Linked DNA regions of Arachis hypogaea: region 1 is linked to region 2. Evidence: chromatin contacts called from public Hi-C data. All regions are on one chromosome and are shown on one strand. The core of a region is the stretch at or near the end of the contact, and the rest is flanking DNA. Distances in the headings are between cores, read along the strand shown.

What was found. A called contact is a pair of places that touch in the nucleus more often than the background predicts.
Region 1: a contact with region 2 is called in a Hi-C map of an unstated tissue, with 2.1 times the contacts expected there. The contact joins the promoter of LOC112751742 here to the enhancer-like site in region 2. A contact is called at or near these places in 2 of 8 Hi-C or Micro-C datasets (leaf and an unstated tissue).

What each region holds. Positions count from the first base shown.
Region 1 is chr15:157,518,349-157,524,081 of arahy.Tifrunner.gnm2.J5K5, forward strand. It overlaps LOC112751742 (1-aminocyclopropane-1-carboxylate oxidase homolog 1), which reads right to left and starts at 2,957. Exons shown (of 3, transcript XM_025800970.3): 1 at 2,311-2,957; 2 at 1,559-1,880; 3 at 1,019-1,486. The coding sequence starts at 2,840. The coding sequence ends at 1,223. It also overlaps the pseudogene LOC112751740.
Region 2 is chr15:157,473,060-157,478,921 of arahy.Tifrunner.gnm2.J5K5, forward strand. It overlaps LOC112751737 (a long non-coding RNA gene), which reads left to right. Exons shown (of 4, transcript XR_003176485.3): 3 at 3,290-3,454; 4 at 5,064-5,729. Among protein-coding and RNA genes, the nearest start is that of LOC112751737, 5.5 kb to the left of the region's middle. Within about 2 kb of position 3,647, at least 3 of the 3 cell types and tissues checked have open chromatin away from gene starts, as enhancers often do.

The DNA.
Region 1 (5,733 bases), core at 1,707-4,206, 45 kb after region 2:
TCTCCAATTAGCATACCTCGTTCGATACAAATCAAAGTTGCTACCATATTTCACCTTCTTCATCTTATCCCTCGTGTAATACTCTCCCTTCACTTCCTGTGGCAACTCGTGGAACTCACGCACCGCCGTCAGCGTTTCTTCCAGCACCTTCAATGGCACCCCATGATTCACCACTTGGAACAGCCCACCGTGTCCGCCGCCTCTCGGACTGCAGCAACCATTTTGGAATGGTCTCCGGAGACACCCTTGAGGTCGATGACTGGAATCGTGAACTGGGACGGAGTCTGGTTGTCGGCGGCGAGTTCTTCCGGAGGGCGGATGAAGATTTGTGGGAGTTTGGTGATGCCGGAGTCAACGAGGCCCTTGACGCCAGCTTTGGATTCATCGAAGGACTTCAGTTGCTGGAGACGATTGTAAGATGTTGAAACTCCGCCGGTGTCGGCGACAGACATTGTTGGAGAGTGCAAAATGCTTCTAATCTTAAAAAGATTTTATTTTTTGACAAAATAGCTTTTGAGAAGAGATGATATTTTGGACTTCTAAAATAATTTCAATCTCATAAAATTAACCATTTTTTTGTTCATGTAAAAAAGAAAATCATTAAATTTAAAAGATATTATAAATGTCTCATTTTATCAAGCATCCTACAAAAATATGCATTAAAATTTGATCTTTAGGATTTTTTTTTCCCAAACACATCTTCCTATATATATTTTGTAAAATTAATATAATATTTTGAAGACCAAAATATTTTTTATTTTAAAATTTATTTTGTCAAAATTAAATTGACTTAAATGATAGTTTATTCCTCCAAAGTCAAAACCCTTTGACTTCTTATCGCAATGGTAATGAAGATATTATTTAATTTCACTCTAATTATGCCCCCTCTATTTCTTAGTGATATAATACGTACTTTTCTTCAGTTACTTCATATCCTTCTTAAAATGAGCGTTTATTATTGATATCCTTGTTAAATTCATCATTTTCTCAAACATAAAAAAAAAAAGAAAAGAAGAAATTACACAAAATAGTGAATAGTCATTATTCTAGTGGTAGTAAAATTTCATAATTTTAGTCCCGACAACTCATCTTTCAACTACAAAATATGACCCAAATTCTCCGTTGTATGTCAAAGTTTAACATACATAATTTTATTTATGTCCCAAGTTAGGAGCTATTTATGAGTATGAAGTATTAATCTAAGTCGAATTCCATGCCATAATTAACCCATTAACTTAAAATGGGAAAGAGCTGAAATGCCATGGTCACGCAGGCCCTTGCTATCATAGTAAGCGATGAAGTCTTTGAGTGATGTATCCCTATACACTGGAGGGTTATCCTCAGACAAGAGTTCCTTGATGGGGCCATACATTCTTCTTGTTTGGTGAAGATGAAGAGTGAAAAAGCATGCCACTGATACTCTTGGGCCTACATGATTTGCAAGTACACGGTGCTCCACACTCTTGAATTTGTCGTTGGACATTAGCTGTAGTATGATCATATTATAGCACTAGTCTAATCATGCATTTTCAACTCAATTTAAAAGAATTGGACTTACTTGTAGCAAATCTCCAATGTTGACTACTATAGCTCCATGAAGAGGAGGCACATCAATCCAACCATTTTGGGTAAAAACTTGGAGGCCACCAATGTGATCTTGAAGCAGAAGAGTTAGAAAATCGGGATCAGAGTGTCTGGTAGTTACCATGGTGAGTTCTGGCTCAGGACATGGTGGATAATAATGGTACAAAATTGAGTGCCCTTTTGCACAATCCAAGCTTGCAAGATGCTCAGGATTAAGTCCAAGTGCCTCTGATAGCAATTCAAATAACACCTTCCCCAAATCCTTCACTTGCCTTGAATATTCCATTGTCACTTCCCTGCAAATTAAACTAGGTAGTTATGTACTCTGAATTAAGATTGATGTTACCTAACTAATTTTTTTAACCAACATCAGCTAACGTTTTTAAATTATTTTATTTATAAATTTTAAATTATAAATTTAAATACTAAATTTCTTAAGGTTAACTAATTAAAAGTTAGTTTATAACTAATTTGGATTGTTCAGATAGTCAAATTACTCATTTACTTAAACTAAGTGTTGAGAATTTGAAATCTTGTCTTGAATATGCAATAATTTATTGTCCAACAAAAATTTATAAATAGAGTTCAAATTCGCAAAGAATTAGTACTTATCCTCTTAGGCGAGGAGATAGCATGGGAAACAAAAAACTAGTTAGTTTACCAACTTTTGGTGAATTAGTTACTAATTAAATCCATAGGATACAAGATTAATCAGTGATTACCTACCTGCATGCGGTAGGCAGTTCTTGAGGATCAAGGGGTTCAGGGCCCATAACACAGAACAGTGTGTCTCTCCAATTAGCATATTTTGATTGATACAAATCAAAGTTGCTAACATACTTCACTTTCTTCATCATCTCCCTTGTGTAGTACTCTCCTTTCACCTCCTGTGCCAGCTCGTGAAACTCACGCGCCGCCGTCAGCGTCTCTTCCAGAAGCTTCACGGGGATCCCGTGATTCACCACCTGGAAAAACCCCACCGTCTCCGCCGCATGTCTTACGCCCACCACTAATCCGGCTCGGTCTCCGGAGATATCCTTGAGGTCGATGACTGGAATACTGAACTGGGTAGGTGTCGGTTCTCCCGGAGATGGGTCGCCGGCGGTAAGCTCTTCCGGGGGGCGAATGAAGATTTGTGGGAGTTTGGTGATGCCGGAGTCAACGAGGCCTTTGACTCCGGCTCTGGATTCATCAAAAGCCTTCAATTGTCTCAAGCGGTCGTTGATTGCGGGATTTCCGGCCCCGGCGACAATCATTGTGGTTGTGAGTTGTGACAGCGATGAGTGTTACAAGATTGACCTTTACCTCTCTTAGTCTCGCATCAACTAATAAATTTTTTTCATATTGCCATATCGCACGTGCTAATGCTCTGCAACGTTGTTATTAGTCTCACGTGATGTAAGCTGTTGCCATGTGCAACCTCCATTACTAAGGTAGCGTTTGTTTTGAGGTATTGAGATAGAGATTGAGAGATTGACTGAGACTCAGTAGTCAGTATCGTGTTTGTTAGTTCAGAGACTGGTACTAAAATTTTTGTCTCTGTCTCTAAAATTTCAGTATTTTAGTACTTTCAAAAAATAGGGACACAGGGACTGAAATTTTTAGAGATGGAAACTGAAACTTTAATAACATTTTATACCTAAAATACTTTCATTTCAATTAATTAATTTCAATTTTACCCTTTGTGCAAATTAAATTAGAGTTTCATTCTTGTTTCAATTCCTGTCTCTCATTTTACACAAAACAGAATACTGAGATTTATTTCAATCCCTGTCTCTTAGTCTCTGTCTCTCAGTCTCAGTCTTTCTGTCTCTGTCTCTCTACCAAACGCTACCTAAATGTCTGAAAAATAATCTATTTATATCTATTTAAAGGTTAAGCAGTCCAATCTACAGTATTTCCTCCAAAACTAAATTTTCTCTAGACCGACACGTTGCAGGCAAAAAACAGGATTCCCTCCACGGTATCGAAGCGGAATTTTCCTGCACAAATTCATTTTGAAAATCAAATTACTCTCTTCCGTTTCACTTTTAAAAGTTTTAATGACTGAAAATTAAAAAGTAACAACAAAAAAAAACTTAATTCATACCCTTCTCTCACCACCCCTACCAACCTTCACATTCTCTGATTCTTCTCTTTTTTCTTATTTTTCTCTTCATGTCACCAACTGAAAATTGTGTTTTAAGTCACCAAGATTGTCTGGACAGTTCCATTTATCAAAATAGAGCTAGAAGTTACAAATATCTTTGTCTATGGCAGCAAAAAAAAGCCATGTGTCAAAGGAAAAAGAACTTAGTAAACCCAGATGAAGAAGAAGGTTTAGCAACAAAGACTATGAGCACAAGGTGAAGAGAACAGCAGATGATATTCCAATAACCAGTAGGATTGAGATTGTAGTTGAAGATTTGAAGTTTATCTTAAATGTCAGACTAAATAGGAAGGGAGATTTCGGAAGTCCGGAGAAGTCGTGGCGACCCAGAGATGGAGGAAGCACGATGGGGAAAAACAAGGATATTCAAAAATGTGCCACCGCAGCAATAAATAGAGATTGGAGAAGTGGTTATCGGAAGAGTTGAATGGCGTTGGAATCTGCTGCACGTCACGCGCTTGAAAGCATGAAAAGATTCTTGCATACTTCTTCTTCTTCCTCCAAATACATACTGTTTCTACTTTTAGTTATTTATTCCAAAGTGGGATTAACACTATTGGGCTTCAGGTTTCAATATTTGAGTTCTTTTCTTTTACTGTCTTTTTCAAGTATTCATTTTTTTGGTTTTGTTTTTGTTTTGCAGTTTAGGGTCTCAGACATCTTCAAATGAGTTACAACTTAAAATGTTGTCGGAAATGGTTCTATAATTCACGGGTAAGCATAGGATTCTTGCAGAATGTAACACCCTAATACTTTTAAACTGAGTTAAGCTTTATTTGGATTATATTTAGTAGCTGATATTCAAAGACCTTGCGAAATTTTTCTTTTAAAATAAATGTGAAATATTTATATAAAATAATTTATAGATAAAAATATTTGAATAATTAGTTTTTATTAGAATAGTTACTAGTTGAAAAATATAAGTGGATTTGAAAATACTAACATGAAAAATCGGTGTGCTAAACCATGAAGGCACAACAATGACAAGCTTTACTCATACCAAATAAAAAAGGAAACATAATAGTTACAATTGCAATCAGTCAATAAGGATAAAACAAGACACATAGGAAATCCTAATTCTCTTAATTTGTTTAACTATGGCCAAAACAATCGCATATTCTTCCTTCTTAAGGTAAACGTTTAATGTTTTGTATTTACGTCATCGATAGCTTGCTCCTACTAGTGCACTTGTCTTTTCACCTCAACTGTATTACTTCGTACTGCATCGTTCCTGAAGATGGTACGGAGAGAGGGGTGAGAAACAAAAGTTTCTCAATAGTTTATCTATATGGTGTCATCGTATCCATCCTCAGCCACTCTGAGTTTTAAAATAAAAATAGTGATGATGCAATGTTGTTCAATTATTATTTTCAAAAGTCTTGATTAGTCGGAGTGGTGTGTCTTTTAAATGCTTCTCATTTACTTATGTTATGACATGTGTAATGCATACAAAATGCCTATAGCGTTAAAACATATAAAGGTAATTCATAAACATTGGTATGATGTTCTCATAGGTCATAAAGCAAGACGAAATAAATAATAAATAAGAGAAGAATAGTAACATTACCATAGATAAGTCAAACAGAATAAATCTGAATAAAATAAAGATCTTAACCAATATCATACATCATACAAAAGAAACTTTGGAAAAAAGAAGGATCTTTGAATGCAATAATAAACATAATCATAAAAAAGATAAAAAAAAGAATAATCATGATCACACTTTTCATTGCACTTTTCATTACTTTCTCTCGTAGCTTTTATGGAAGGTATTAAGGTATTGACGGCTTCAGAACAGCGATGGCAGTGGGTGACCCAACGGCGGCAGAAGGTTCCAACTCCAACCGCGATGCCTTTCCTCTCCTCCGCATGCGACAGATTCGACCTCCCTCTCGCACGCGTCCTTCTCTCGAGTCTTGACAGAACAGCGGCGTCACAGTCGCCTCTTTCCTCCCTCGCGTCGAGCTCCTCTTCCCGGCGAACCTCCATTGATGGCGACG
Region 2 (5,862 bases), core at 2,397-4,896:
TGTTTGATGATATCTGGCTCCTTCCAACACATAGTGATAAAGTCGCAAACCTTTCCCTTCATTAAGTCCTCATTATTCTTTTATAACAGCGCTGGAAACCCATCACTTCCTGGGACTCTTAGCGATCTTATGCTAAAAAGCGCTTTCCTAATCTCCGCCTCATCTAGAATTTTGCTCAGATTCCTGCATTCAAAAAGGCTAAAGTTAGGCAGAGAAAATTGTAATAGATTAAAGGGAACAGTCATTACCTCATCTTGGTAGAAATCTTTAAAATGATTAATGACATGATTTCTTAGTTCTTCCTTTTCTTCAATCCATCTTCCGTTGTTGTCTTTAAGTTTTAGGATTCTGTTCTTTCCCCTTCTAATAATGGTTTTAGTATGGTAGAACTTAGTATTCCTATCTCCCTCCACAATCCATTTTTCTCTAGATTTTTGGAGCCAAAAGATTTTCTCTTTGTCTAAAATCCCGTTCAAATCCTTATTGAGTTTCTGTTCAAGTTCATCAAGATAAGGATTCTTTCCATAATCTGCACTTCTCTGAATCCCCGCAATCCGGTTTAAGATTCTTCTCTTTATTCTAAAAATATTTTCAAAGCAGTTCTTATTCCACTCAGTCAGATCGTTTCTCATATTATCAAGAGTGTTCAAGAGTGGATTATTGTTCACCCAACTATCTTCCAAGCATTGCCTGAAATCTGGGTGAGATGCCCACATAGCCTCAAATCTGAATGGTCTATCTCTCCTACTATTGAGGTCGTTGGCCATCTTAATAAGAAGAGGATGGTGATCCGAATTAGTTCTAGCAAGGATCTCAACTTTGGCTTCGCTAAATCTAGTTCTCCAAGATGAGTTAGATAGAGTTCTGTCGAGCCTCTTGAAAACTCTATCCAGTCCCTCCCACTTAGGTCCTCGCCAAGTGTATCTAGATCCCACGAAACCTAGATCAATAAGTCCACAACTATTAATCCAATTGACAAATAAATTACAGGTACTTCTGCCCGTTGCTGACCCTCCTTTTTTTTCAGTAGTGTCCTTTATTTCATTGAAGTCTCCTGCTATGAGCCAATCCCCTTCCATTGAGTTTGCAATATTCCTAAGCTTTATCCATACATTTCTCCTAATCTGACTATGAGGGCTGGCATAGACGGCCGTAAAATACTATTCTCTGACATTGGGCTCTTGAACTTTGACATGTATATATTGGTCATGGTTCTCTATGGCATTGATATAAAGGTCATCCCTATTCTAGCAGACTCATATGCTTCCCACAAATCCTTGTGCTTCTTCTACGATGTGATATTTGAAGCCAAGTTGTTGTATAACTGTAGTAGTAGTACTTCCACTGCATTTAGTCTCAAGCAGAACAATTAAGTCTGGCCTATGATGTCTATACATGTTCTTGAAAGTTTCTCCTGAAAGCATTACCTGCTGCTCCCCTGACATTTCAAATTAAGCAATTCATTAAACAAAAAAGGAAAATGAAAAAACCAACAACCAAAATAAACCATAAAAAAACTCAGCCAAGCAGAACCGAGAAAAAAGCTTAGTCCATATTCATATCAGTGTCATTTGTGGCACTGATTTGTGGTGTCGTGAAGTCTATTCCTTCCACAAGCTTCTGCACAGGGTCCATGCCTCCCTCTTCTGTCTCCATTTCACTTGGCATAAAGTCAGGTGGTCTGCCCTTGTTGTGTGGGTCTTGAATTGAGGATTCAATGCATTCCTCCATGATGGTAAGAGCTGTATTTTCTTCCACCATCCAATTTTTCTCATAGTGGCATTCTCCTTTTCATTTTTTGATTTGTTGAGGTTCTTCTATGGTTGTTGTATCTTTGGTGCTTTTTGTTAGGATCCTTGCTCTTGGTTCTGTTGGTGTTGGTATGCTTTGATTTTGGTTTGAATTTGTGTTGTCTGTCACCACCTCTTTTCCTTTTTTATTTGCTGTTATGGTTCTTGCTCCTTTAGATGAATCATTTTTTGCTCTTTCTTTGCCTCTACTTTTACCAATGGTCTCCTTTTCTTTGTTGTTGTTGCTGTCTTTTTCCTTTTGTTGCTCTAGTTCTTCATATGATGTTTCCTCTATTTGTAGAACAATGAATCTTGATCTGTTATTTGATTCTATTTCTTGTCCCCTTGCTTTACTCGTCTCTGCTTCATTTTGGTTAACACCATCCTTTAGGATCTTCTTTTCCCTTTTGGGCTTTTGGACCACCATCCATTCCCCAAACCTATCATGTGCATCTGTTGCAATTTGCTTCTCCTTTGCAGTATCCTCCTTTTTTTTTGCTTCCTTCTCCCTGGCGATTTTCTTGATTCATTTCTTCAGGCATTTCATTACTTACTCCCTTATTAGTATTGCTTTGAGCCCCATTTTCATTGGTTAATTCCTTTTTATTTGGACAATTTTTTTTATCATGGTCCACCTTCCCGCAGCTGAAACATATTTGATAGATGCCTTCATATTCCACTCTATATTCCCTCCCATTAATGAGATATCTTCCTAGAAGAGGCTTTGTCAAATCCACTTCTACACAGAGTCTAGCAAGTAGCAAATTTTTCCTGCACAATTTAGCTGTGTTGTTATCTACCTTTACCGTCCTTCTAACAAGGTTTTCAATTTGTCTTAAAATGCTTCTATCATATAGTTCAATCGGAAGTCTAGGTAGCCTTATCCATGCCGTCACTTTGTCAATTGTTGCTAGTTGGGGGTTAAAGTTAGGTTCCCATAATCTCACGGTAAGATAATGGTCATAGACCTTCCAAGGCCCTCTAGTAATGCATGGTCGAAGTCCTCACTTGCATACAGCTTAACAAGATATATAGTACTCTTCTCCCAAGTCAATCACTTCAATACCCCCTTTTTTACTCCACGTAGCTTCTAGTCTTCGTTTCATTGCAGCATACCCCACTTTCTTTCCTAGTAATTTTACTATGAGAGTATTCCACCAAATCTTCCATAATCTTCTTTCACTGACTTTATCAATGACAATATTGAAAAGCCCATTTTCAATTTTTTCTACTCTGACATCTGTGTTCTGATTGTATGCGTTTTCATTAGTTTCTTTGATCATTTCTTCATCTTCTGCATCCTTCTCTATTAGGTCTTCCTCCAGAAATTTCTTTCTTGGGCCCTCTCTTACTATTTGAGCGAAAGATCTCCCTTTCCATTGTGTTTCTTTTTGGCCATGTTGTTCATGCATCCACTCCTCATCTCTTGGCACAAGGATTTGGTCTCCCGTAAATCCTTCTGCTTTTGTTCTGATTTTTTTAACATTCTTCTGTAACAGGCCTTGCTCTTCCAGGACTGAGTGATCCTCTTGGACTGTTCCGCAGGGTCGTCGGTGGTATTTATGATTGCTGGTTGAAGTTGGAAGTTCACTTGTACGAAAAGAATAGGTGCAAACGGTCGAGAGCTATTATCATTATTATTTGTCCGGCTTCACATTATTCTGGTAAGTTATAATACAACAAATTAAAATCGTTCGCATTATTCCTATGGTCAATGAAAAAAAATATATTACGGGTCCACAAACAGACGAACGTTAATAAAAGAAAATAAACAAGATCCCTTTTTTCCAAAGTCCAAACTCATATTCAACCAGGCCCATAAGCAACAGTTATTCCTACCTCATAGTATTCACGTAACGGATATTCTATGGCCTCGTGCACAGTGCGGCTCACTAGTTGAGCCATTCCACGCCTATATCTGGCTAACTGTGATATTTTTGTTTCTCATTGACAACAATCATGAATCTCAATTATCACAGAAATTATGTGTCAAGCTGAATCTACATTTACGAAATATCTTTATTTTTCTATAGATTAATCTGTTTACCGTATAATTGACCATTACATGTACTGATATACACTTCTTATTGACCACGTTAGTTCTAACACAGAGAGGACAAATTCAATGTTCTCCTTATGTTTTTAGAATAAATAATTTTAAGATATATTATTTAAGTTTTTAAATTAAACAACTTTAAAATTTGATCCTTATTAATTCTCAAAAGAAATAATTCTAATATAAAACAAATATTAAACCAAGCATACCTATAATGGGATCTATTCACTCGATATCTAACTCGAGAAACTTAGAAATATAATCATTAATAATTATTACTCATATTCTCTTATATGTGCTCTATTTCAATAAAGTTTTTATGGCTTAGTTAAATCACCTGTTATTCTTGCTTTTTTTTGGGTCAAGAAATGACATACGTGTTATTCGATCAGTGGTCCATAACTCATTAGATTGGATTTATAAGTATTAAAAATGCCATCCATTTTGTAAAAAAAATATCTGTAACTGTTACTGATGTATCATCAAATACAACTAAAATGTAAGCCGTTTTTACTTATTCCCAGTAAAATATCAATACCAATTCCTGCAAGACAAATATAAAAGTTTATAAACTCAAATGTTATCAGTCCCAGTCTCAGCTGGAAGTTGAATTTGGTGTAGCTTGATTAAGAGGCAATATCATCAACACTTGGTCTAGGACTCCGCTGCTTATCAGTGTTTATAAACTCAAATGTAACTATGATATGTTGCTGATTGCTGGAAACTTTTTTTTTTTTGGACTTTATCAGTGTTAGAAACTTAAAAATATACTACTTCCATTTACATCTTGGTCTTTACCCAACACATTAAAATAAACCCAGCTAACACAATTAGATTTATAAAACTGATTTTTGTTTCTTAACACAAAAACCAGACTGTCATCTGACATGATCCAAGTCTAACCCAGTTTTATTTAAGATTGAAAGGTCCAATCTCCAAAAACAAAACTTTATAGTGGCCCAAATATGGTTTTGTCTGGAAATTTTTTGTTTATTATTATTATTATTATTATTATTTTGGTATTGTCTAGAAGTATTTGATTTTCCATTTCAACATTTTTGGAGCTATTATAGTTTTATTTTCAAAAATCAATATTAATTGATGTCGTAAAAACAGAGGCAGAGCGTATGTTTGCAGCTTTAGAAAGCCACGCTCAAACTTATGATCTATTAATATCAATCAATAGCATTATGGTAATAATATATATGCTTATTCAGGAAACATTTTTTTTAAAATATACATATAATGGCTGCGTCTCTGGTGCCCGTGGCTATGGTGGCTAACGGTGACTATGAGTTGACTCTTCAATCAGATGGTGACAAATGGAGTGTTCTTTAGTGTGGTTAAGTTCTCTACGAAAACATTCGACAAGGACAAGGACCGCAACAGAGGACCGAGGACTTCAATGGTAACAGCAGCGACATAGCACACACAGGAATGAATTGAACCACGTCGGCGGGAGGGAGTCAAGTCACCATGGATGCACCACCAATGGTCTGCTCCCGCATGAAGATCCGTTAAGAGGGAGCTAGAGATCAAAATGTGTTATAGTATTGGAGGGGTTACCGTTTGGATTCCGGGTCGGGGTGTTCAGGTTACGATTGGTTTCTAGTCTGGGTCGGGTTTGGCCAAGGCCTTGTCCAGAAAAAAAAACAAAAGAAGTGTTGCGGGTAACTATGGTTGAACGGTTGAGGTTGAGGGTGTAACAGTGAGAAAATGAAGGGAAAAAAATCCCTTTTTGTTTACGTGTAAAGAAATAATTGTAGCAACTAGCATAGGCATCATAGCCACAGCAAATTTGTGGCCACCACATATCGCACCATAATATATATATAGTATAACTATAATATAATGAAAACAAGACCAGTGCTTAATATCATTCAGATGCAGGTGCATAATGCTTAATATCTATCCGTGTAACTTAAAATGGTAAAGAGCTGAATTTCCATCAAGTGCTTTGTCATAAAAGTATGCTCTGTAATCCTGCAATAATGTTTCCCCATAAAGAGAGAAGGA